Linked DNA regions of Sus scrofa: all the other regions are linked to region 2. Evidence: chromatin contacts called from public HiChIP or PLAC-seq data. All regions are on one chromosome and are shown on one strand. Each heading gives the region's core, a stretch centred on a gene start, on an enhancer-like site or on the middle of the called end of the contact. The rest is flanking DNA. Distances are from core to core; before and after follow the strand shown. Region 1 has its middle 51 kb from the start of FZD7. Region 2 holds the start of FZD7 (frizzled-7). Region 3 holds the start of KIAA2012.

Evidence for each region. HiChIP or PLAC-seq counts read pairs in DNA pulled down with a chosen protein or histone mark.
Region 1: a contact with region 2 is called in an H3K27ac HiChIP or PLAC-seq map of skeletal muscle. The contact joins the enhancer-like site here to the promoter of FZD7 in region 2. A contact is called at or near these places in 1 of 5 promoter capture datasets (liver), 4 of 47 Hi-C or Micro-C datasets (embryonic fibroblasts, epiblast stem cells, liver and 1 more) and 1 of 2 datasets of contacts at active chromatin or transcription factors (skeletal muscle).
Region 3: a contact with region 2 is called in an H3K27ac HiChIP or PLAC-seq map of skeletal muscle. The contact joins the promoter of KIAA2012 here to the promoter of FZD7 in region 2. A contact is called at or near these places in 3 of 47 Hi-C or Micro-C datasets (embryonic fibroblasts, omental adipose tissue and skeletal muscle) and 1 of 2 datasets of contacts at active chromatin or transcription factors (skeletal muscle).

Annotation. Positions count from the first base shown.
Region 1 is chr15:105,591,667-105,594,567 of Sscrofa11.1, reverse strand. No RefSeq gene overlaps it. Among named protein-coding and RNA genes, the nearest start is that of FZD7, 51 kb to the left of the region's middle. Within about 2 kb of position 1,642, at least 19 of the 83 cell types and tissues checked have an H3K27ac peak or open chromatin away from gene starts, as enhancers often do. A contact at or near this core is called in liver and skeletal muscle, where this site is marked.
Region 2 is chr15:105,642,702-105,645,431 of Sscrofa11.1, reverse strand. FZD7 (frizzled-7) reads right to left here and starts at 1,268. Exons shown (of 1, transcript XM_013984388.2): 1 at 1-1,268. The coding sequence starts at 421.
Region 3 is chr15:105,679,907-105,682,698 of Sscrofa11.1, reverse strand. KIAA2012 reads right to left here and starts at 1,496. Exons shown (of 23, transcript XM_005672082.3): 1 at 941-1,496. The coding sequence starts at 1,024.

The DNA of each region.
Region 1 (2,901 bases), core at 393-2,892, 51 kb after region 2:
CATTGAGATATTGAAGGGGCAGAACTAGCACTCCATACCAAGTGTCTACTGCCAAACACAGGGCTGCTAAGGGATGTGATTTAATTTCTCTGGGTCTCATTTTCCAAATCTGTAAAAAGAGGCAACGGTTCCATTTAGATCTTCTAAACTGTTCACTCATTTTGGTCTTTTTGTTGGGGGTGGGTCACACCCTCAGCATATGGAAGTTCCTGGGCCAGGGATCAAACCTGTGACCTGAGCCATAGCAGTGACTATGCTAGATCCTTAACCTGTTGTGCCATCAGGGAACTCCCTCCACCTCTGTCTATGCATTTTGTTTCTGGGCATCTGAAATTCACAGGCAGGAGAGACTAGAGGGCATCAGGGCACAGGTCTGTTACTTCATTTCTCTAGATTCAAATCTCTTCGAGTGCGATTTCACTGGAGAGGATGCCAGAGGTGAACACTCTGGGAAGTTTATTTTTTCTGTTTTTTCCCTCGCCACTTACACAATAACAATGATGAGGCAAGGATAGCAGAGGTGGGAGTTCCCGTCGTGGCGCAGTGGTTAACAAACCCGAATAGGAACCATGAGGTTTCGGGTTCGGTCCCTGCCCTTGCTCAGTGGGTTAAGGATCCGGCGTTGCCGTGAGCTGTGGTGTAGGTTGCAGATGTGGCTTGGATCCCGCGTTGCTGTGGCTCTGGCATAGGCCGGCAGCTACAGCTGCGATTCGACCCCTAGCCTGGGAACCTCCATATGCCAAGGGAGCGGCCCAAGAAATAGCAAAAAGACAAAAAAAAAAAAAAAAAAAAAAAAGGATAGCAGAGGTGGGACCACATAGAGGTTAGCAGTTTGGACTCAGGAGCAGTTTGGACTCAGGGCTGGGCAATGAACCATGGCTCAGTGGTAATGAACCCAACTAGTAGCCATGAGGATGCCCCTTGATCCCTGGCCTTGCTCCATGGGTTAAGGATCTGGCATTGCCGTGAGCTGTGGCATAGGTCGAAGCTGTGGCTCAGATCCTGAGTTGCAGTGGCTGTGGCGTAGGCCAGCGGCTATAGCTCTGATTGGACCCCTAGCCTGGGAACCTCCATATGCCACACATATAGCCCTAAAGAGCAAAAAAAAAAAAAAAAAAAAAAAGGTTCTATACTTCCTGGGGCCAAATTCTAGCCCTTTCATGCTGGGATCTTGGCAAGTTATTTTACCTCAGTGTTCCTGCTTCTTTTTCTATAAAACGAGGATAATAACTGTTCCCACCACAGAGGTTGTTGAGGGGGTTCAGCTAAATGATTCCGATGGCTACCGGGTGCCTGGTTGGCGTTGGTTATTCTTGCCAGCTTCCACGTTGGCTATGGCAGATGTGAGGGCTTCCCTTCTCCCGACACCTGGTAAGAGCCCCATACTCCTGTAGAATATTGGAGAACTGGCCCGTGATCTCCGGCCCCCTCCTCCTTTTTCTTCAGAAATGTGGGATAGTTTAGCAAGTCTGAAAATTGCACAGACACACAAGATCCTGCAGCTGGAGGAAGAGAGGGGGTGTGTGGGCCCCGCCTGGCCGTCGCTGGGTTCCTTGCCAGAATCCGAAGCTCTAAGCGGAGCTGCGTGGCGCACACTGGGCCGTTCACTTTAACAAGCGGGCTCCAAGCAGGCCGCCAGGTGGAAGGACTCTCTGCTCCTCAGAGCAGCCAAACTCCAGTCAGCTTGGCCGGGAGTCAGTCGCCAAGATGGGAAGCAGGCGCTGGAGCCTCACATCTTCTGGAACAGGGGGTTAAGAGGGCCCAGAACAACATTGCAAGGAAGAGGCGGTCCTTTTTTGCCAGATTCTTAAAGGGACCTGCAACCCTGAAAAAGGAAAGAGCCCGTGTCAGAGAGGAAGATGGGACGAAGAAGCCAGGGGCATGTCCCCGCCTGGGATGGTCCTCAGCTGATGATTCGGGGCCCCGCCCGGCGGTCGGTGGTGGAGGATGGTCACCTGTGAGAACGGAATCGGGTCTGGTGGGAAACAGAGCCACGTTGTCTCCTGCTGACAGGCAGTTGGGACAGTAAAGCAAGGATTCTTCTGGTCAAAGACGTGGTCTGGGGTTGATAATATGATGCTAATTAATAATTTGCTAATGGCTCTCTCCTTGAAGCACCCAAGGGTAGAGATCATGACAGATGTGAGTTTCTGGGGATGTCGTGGAAACTTACTGAGAAGACAAAGGCATAGATTTCTTTCTGGGGTGCGGGGGGTGGGGGGCGTTTTCCTTCACTGGATGGTTCACCTGGAGCCCTTCCCCATGTCTCTCCTTCCCCTTCGCCTGCCCCGGTCTCGGCAATAGACGCCCCATGAAGAATGACAGCCACGCCATTTCCACTTACAGGGAATGGGCCGCGTGCCAGGCACCTGTGCTGAGTGTGTTCTAGTTCTTATCTAGGTTAATCCCAACAACACTCTTCCAATGTAGGCATTGTGATTGTTTTGCAGACGAGGAAAGAGAGGCTCAGAGAGGTGAACTTCCCTGCCAAGTGGCACAGCTCGTCCACAGACGAGCCCGGATTCACTGCAGTGTGTGCGGGCTGTCCCGTCCCCTTCCGCTCTTGTCCTACATCACAGACTGGAGGTAAACCTGCTTCCCCGTGGGGGTCTGCCCTAGCGAAAAGGCAGAGGCCACGGGGATAGAGACCAGGACAGCTTCGTCCATGTCTGTGCGCCTTGGGGTATTGTGTAGTGCTGGCGGTGCCATGGCGGTGTGTGTTGGGAGTGTTGTGTGTGTGTTGGAGTGTTGTGAGGGTGTGTGCTGGGGATCGGATGTGACAGGAGGAGTGTACGACTCTGGCTCATGCTTGGTTGGTCCCTCCTTGCCTGGGACTTCATTTCTCCTGCCAAAGTCCCAGCCATCTCTGCTCCCTGCCACCACTGCTGCCCACCCTCGCCC
Region 2 (2,730 bases), core at 19-2,518:
GGAAGCCGAACTTGTTCATGAGCGCCTCACACCCCTGGCGGGCACGCTCGCACAGAGAACGGCACGGCGGGATGGCCTTATCGAGCACGGTGCACACGGGTGCGTACATGGAGCACAGGAAGAAGCGCAGCTCGGGAGAACACTGCACCTTCACCAGCGGGTAGAACTGGTGCACCTCGAGGCCCGCATCTTCTTGGTTCGTGTGACCCAGCAGGTTGGGCAGGATGGTCTGGTTGTAGGCGATGTCCGTGCACAGAGGGATGGAAATAGGCTGGCAGAAGCCGTGGTCCGGCACTGAGATGCCCTTCTCGCCGTGGTACGGCTGCGCCCCGGCGCCCGCGGGCAGTGCGCCCAGCACTGCAAGCACCATGGTGCACAGGCCCAGAGGCGAGGGCGACGCTGCCGTGCGGGGGCCCCGCATCGCCGGCCGCGGGTGCAGCGGCGCTCTCAGCCCAAGAAACGCGACAAGACAGCCAGGAGAGGCTGGGATCCCGGCAGGCGCCGCCGCGCCGGGCGCATGAGAGTCCTCCCGGCGCCGGGGCCGGGCCGTGGGCGGTGCGGAGCCGAGGGCGCTGTAGCTAGGGTGCTCGCGCCGCAAGGGCGCCGTCGCCGCCGCCGCCTCCGCCCAGCACTCGCGCAGCCGCCGGGGGCCCAAACACGTCTGCCTGGGCCGGGGGCGCCGATGGGGGGGAGACGCCTTTTCCTCGCGCCGGGACGTAACGGTGCGGCTCTTTCTGCGGCGAAGAGCAACAAGCGTCTCCGGTTACCCTTCAAAGTTTGCCCAAGTCTCTTGACTCACAGCGCACAGTAACGCGCGCGCCCCCCGCTTGCGTCTGGGCCCCCGGCGAGCGAGAGCCCGGCGCCGCGGCTTGCTAGCCAAGGCCGCCGCCTCTGCGGTGCTGCTCCGCCTCCTTGCCTCGAGGCTCAGTTCGCCGCCACCTCCTTCTCCGCCGCCTTCTTCTCCACTCCCTGCTCCTTTTTCAGCCCCAAAAGCTTGTCCCCAAGTTTCAGCCAAACGGTTGATTCTCGTTCTGAGTCCTATCGGCGTCTTGGAGCCAAGAGCTCTGCGAGTTCTTTGAAGAAATCCAGTCACACTGCGTCCAAAGCTATGAGGCCCCCGTGCTCGCGGCCTGGGCCTGGCCTCTCCAGTCCCGCGCAGCCCCGGCCGGTGAGTCGCGGCGCCCGCCGCCGCCGCCGCCCGCCGGGAGGGAGCGCAGAGTAACGTCTCGGAGCCCAGCAACTCCGCAGAAGAAGCGTCGCGCTCGCAGGATTCCGGGCCGCCCCGCCCTCTCCCCTCCCCCCATTCACAAACCACTCCGGGGGCGGGCCCTGGAGCTCCAAGACCGCCCAATGGCAGCCTTTGTTTTCTGTGTGGTCGCCTCCGGATTGGGTGGAAGTCGGAAGGGGCGGGCGAGGGAACCCGAGAGGCACAGTCTGCAGCGCTCTGGGCGGATTCCTGAGGGGAGGGGCGGGGGCTGGGAGGGAAAAGTTAAGAAAAACTTTTACCGTGAATTCGCTGGGGGGAGCGGAGGGGGGAACGCACCAGAAAGGGAATTTGCTTGAAAGATTTGTTCCTCTTCCGGGTACTCTAAAATACACATTCCTGAATAGAAGGGCGCACGGGGGAAGTTTACGGGGAGAAGCTGAGAATAGAGCAGCGCCACGGCAGATAGGGACGTGACTCGGAGTCACGTTAGCCCTCCCCGAGCTGAAAATGCTGGGCTTGGCGGGGGACTTTTGGGTAGCGGGGTCCTAAATGAAGGGTTCACTATGGGGCCAGAAAAGGGTGCGCATCGCGGATTGCTTTTCTCTCCCCCGACTCTAACAGACCACGTGAGGCCACAATCCCCTCTCATCCCCGCTCCCAGTTGTAAAAAGGAGGAGGGGCCGCGACCGCGAAGAAATTGGAGTCGGGCGAAGGGGCCGACGTAAGGCGGGAGGAAGTGCAGACCCCTTGGAGGGGAGAGGGTTGGGGAGCCGCGGGCGCTGGGGACCCCGACCCCAAGTCACCCTGCCCGCGAGCACGGCCCAGGGTCTAGCGATCTGGTATAGCTTTAATGGAGCCATAAGAAAACAGTGTTGGGGGAAATGGCTATTAAAAACAAAAAACCTGCGACCCGAGTGCCCAGGAACACTGTACGGTTTAGAGAGAGTATTTATCCTCTTTTTCTTAGTTCTGCGGCGTGTTGGGATCCCATCTTTGTCGCAGAAGCAATGATTTGATCCTTGGAATATGCGTTGAAAAGTTTAAATGGGTATTAGAAACCAAGGGCATTTGCTAATTAGTTTTCAAAACACAAAGAGAAGTTATCCTGTTTTCGGGTAGCGTTTTCCGATTGGCAAGCGTTCTTTTGTTCCCGGTCAAATCTTCGCCCTGCTGAAGGCAATGGGCGCTCGCGCGCGCGCCCTGCTTACTCCCGACGAGATCAGAAGTTAGGAGGGAGGGGGGCCGCTCTCCCTTCTCGCTGGACAGCGAGGAATATCCTGAATTCCCATGCAGGAAAATGACAATGTTGAGAAAGGAAAAATCTGCTTCTCCCTCTCTGTCTCCCTCTCTCTCTCACACACTCACGCACAAAGCAATCTTACGCCTTAGAAAACGTTACTCCTGGCGGAGCCCTTTCCTTCTGTCAGCTCAGTTCCAGGCGCTGGAGCCCTGAGGGATTTCTGATTGGGATGCATGTTTGCAAAAGTTGCTGCTTTTGCTGCTTCTGCTGCCCACGGTGAGCC
Region 3 (2,792 bases), core at 247-2,746, 37 kb before region 2:
ACAAACTACCATGACAATGAAAATCTCTGTGTGATCCAAAAATTTTCAAAGTACCCCCGCTGGATTTCTTATTCCTGGCAGGATTCAATGAAATAAAATTCTAGTACAGGAGTTCCCGTCGTGGCGCAGTGGTTAACGAATCCGACTAGGAACCATGAGGTCGCGGGTTCAGTCCCTGCCCTTGCTCAGTGGGTTGACGATCCGGCGTTGCCGTGAGCTGTGGTGTAGGTTGCAGACGCGGCTCGGATCCCGCGTTGCTGTGGCTCTGGCGTAGGCCGGTGGCTACAGCTCCGATTCAACCCCTAGCCTGGGAACCTCCATATGCCACGGAAGCGGCCCAAGAGATAGCAACAACAACAACAACAACAACAAAAGACAAAAAGACAAAAAAAAAAAAAAAAAAAAAAAAAAAAAAAAAAAATTCTAGTACAACAGGGGAATTTTGCCACCTCTTTGAAAAAATCTTATAAAATGAGGGTGGGGTTTTTTTGTTTTTTGTTTTTTTTGCCTCTATTAAATGTGAGTCCTATGGGTTGAATTCCAGAAGGTTCAAGGAAGCCATTGAACTGGCACGAACATCCTCAACATTTAGACCACAGAGCTAAACACCAAATAGCCACTACCAGCTTGCCTAGAACCCAGGTGGAAATTCTGGTCTTGAACCAACCGTCCCAATTCTAGACAGTCTGGGATCTCCTCCAATCTAAAGCAACTGAAGGCCGTAAGGGGGAGGAGGAGGACCCCTGTGGCATCTCCAAGTGTCAAGCACACTCTCTTATTTTCTTGAATTTCCCCAAGGAAGAGGGAAGCGCGCCCACTGACCCCTGCCCCGCCTCCCCAACACAACAAACCAGAACAGACAGGGCTCAGCCCCAAATGAAGAAATAGAGCCTTCCTCCCCCACCCCCCACCTCTGCCTTTATTCAGCTGTCAGACTCACCTCGGGTTCAAAATAGACTTCTAACTTCTGTTTGTTCTGGACCAACTTCCCGTGTCCCCGGCTCAGGAGAGAGAGGGTGAACATGTTTTGCTTCTGACCACCCTCCTTCAAGGGCAGTTCATCTTGGTTTTGAAGACTGAAAACGGGTCACACCTCAAGATTTCCTGAGCTCAGCAGGGAGCCCAAAAAGCCCACAAACACTGGGCCTTTTATTAAGCACATTTTCCCCTCGTACAGCAGCTTCTTAATAACAACCAGCCCCACAGTTTAGACAGTGTGTGTCTTTGTCGGGAGAGAAAATAAACCGCAAACCCAGACTCCTCAAGCCCTGGATTGTCCACGCTCTGGGCAACCTCTCTCTCCCCTTTGCCCGCACCCTCGTTGTCCCCTGGTTCTGTTGCTCTGTTACCGGCCGTGTGCATCGGCAGGTCTGGGCCCCAGCACCATCCGTCTCATTGTGAGCGGTGGTTGTTTCCTGGTTGCTATGGAAGCACAGGGACGTGAAGTCCCTTCCGCAGGACAGGCAAGGCAGGGACTGCAGAGGGCAGGGTGCACACCCTGCGGGGAGGGAGGGTCAAATGGACATGGAAGGGACCAGGCTCAGATTCCACGTCCTGATTGCAAGGGTATGGGGGCGGGGTGGGGGGGACGGCGGGATGTTTTTCTTTTATGGTACTCATCTTGTTTTAGAGAGTATCTTCCCCCTTCTCCTGACATGTGAGCCTTTCACTGTCAACTAACCATTAACAGACTCAGAGGAGTTGTCTAGGTCACCTAACGCCACCAGTGACGTTTTCCTTGGCTGAGCTCCAGAGGCTCCTCAGCAGGACAGGAGGCGTCTTTCTGGTGGTTGCTGCTTTGCACGAGCGAGTGTGCTTCACTGGGAATCTCCAGAGGCCTTTGCATACCTGGATCTCACTTGGGCAACTTCCATTCCCAGAGGGAGGGGTACTTTCGAGATGTGAGTTGGGGGGCATTTTGATTGTCACTACGACTGTCCCGCTGTCCCGACTAATGAAGAATGGTTCCACTCTGAATGCCAATAGCACCCCTTTTCAGAAACACTGCTATGGCCTGGACTATGGTTCTCCTTGATAATGGCAGTGAGGAGGACAGGACCTGGGGAAGAGGGTCGGGGAATAAAAAGACCCATTTGCTGGTGAGCTAGGACCCTGCTTTGGTCTGGAAAAGCTACCTGCCCTGTCCTCTGTCATTGGAGCCTCCAGAGCCGTCCTATGGGAGTGCCCCCTGCTGATCTGCATGAACCACAGGCCTTTATGGCCCCAACTTTCTTAGGACACTGGCTCAAGAAATAGAGGTGATGGGGTATCATTTGATTGGAGTTTATCATGAGGACTCAATGTAGAGGCTCAAAACTGAATTTAGTCAAAACCGTGATGGATACCACTTCAACACCCATCAGAATGACTATTAACAAAAATTAAAACAAACAAAAACCCCAGAAAATAACAAGTGTTGCTGAGGACATGGAGAAATTGGGACCCTTGTGCATTTTTAGTGGGAATGTCAAACGGTACAATAGCTGTGGAAAACAGTAGAGCAGCTCCTCAAAAAATTAAACACAGAATTACCATAAGATCTCGTAACTCCACTTCTGGGTATATGACCCAAAAGAAGTGAAAACAAGGACTCAAAAAGATATTTGAGCATCCATGTTTATAGCAGCATTATTCACAACAACCAAAATGTGGAAACAATTCAAATGTCTGCTTAGCAGATGACAGATGACTGGATAAACAAAATGTGACTTACACATACAGTAGAATATTATTCAGTCTTGAAAAGGAAAGAAATTTGGATACATTCTACAATATGCACGAACTTTTAAAAC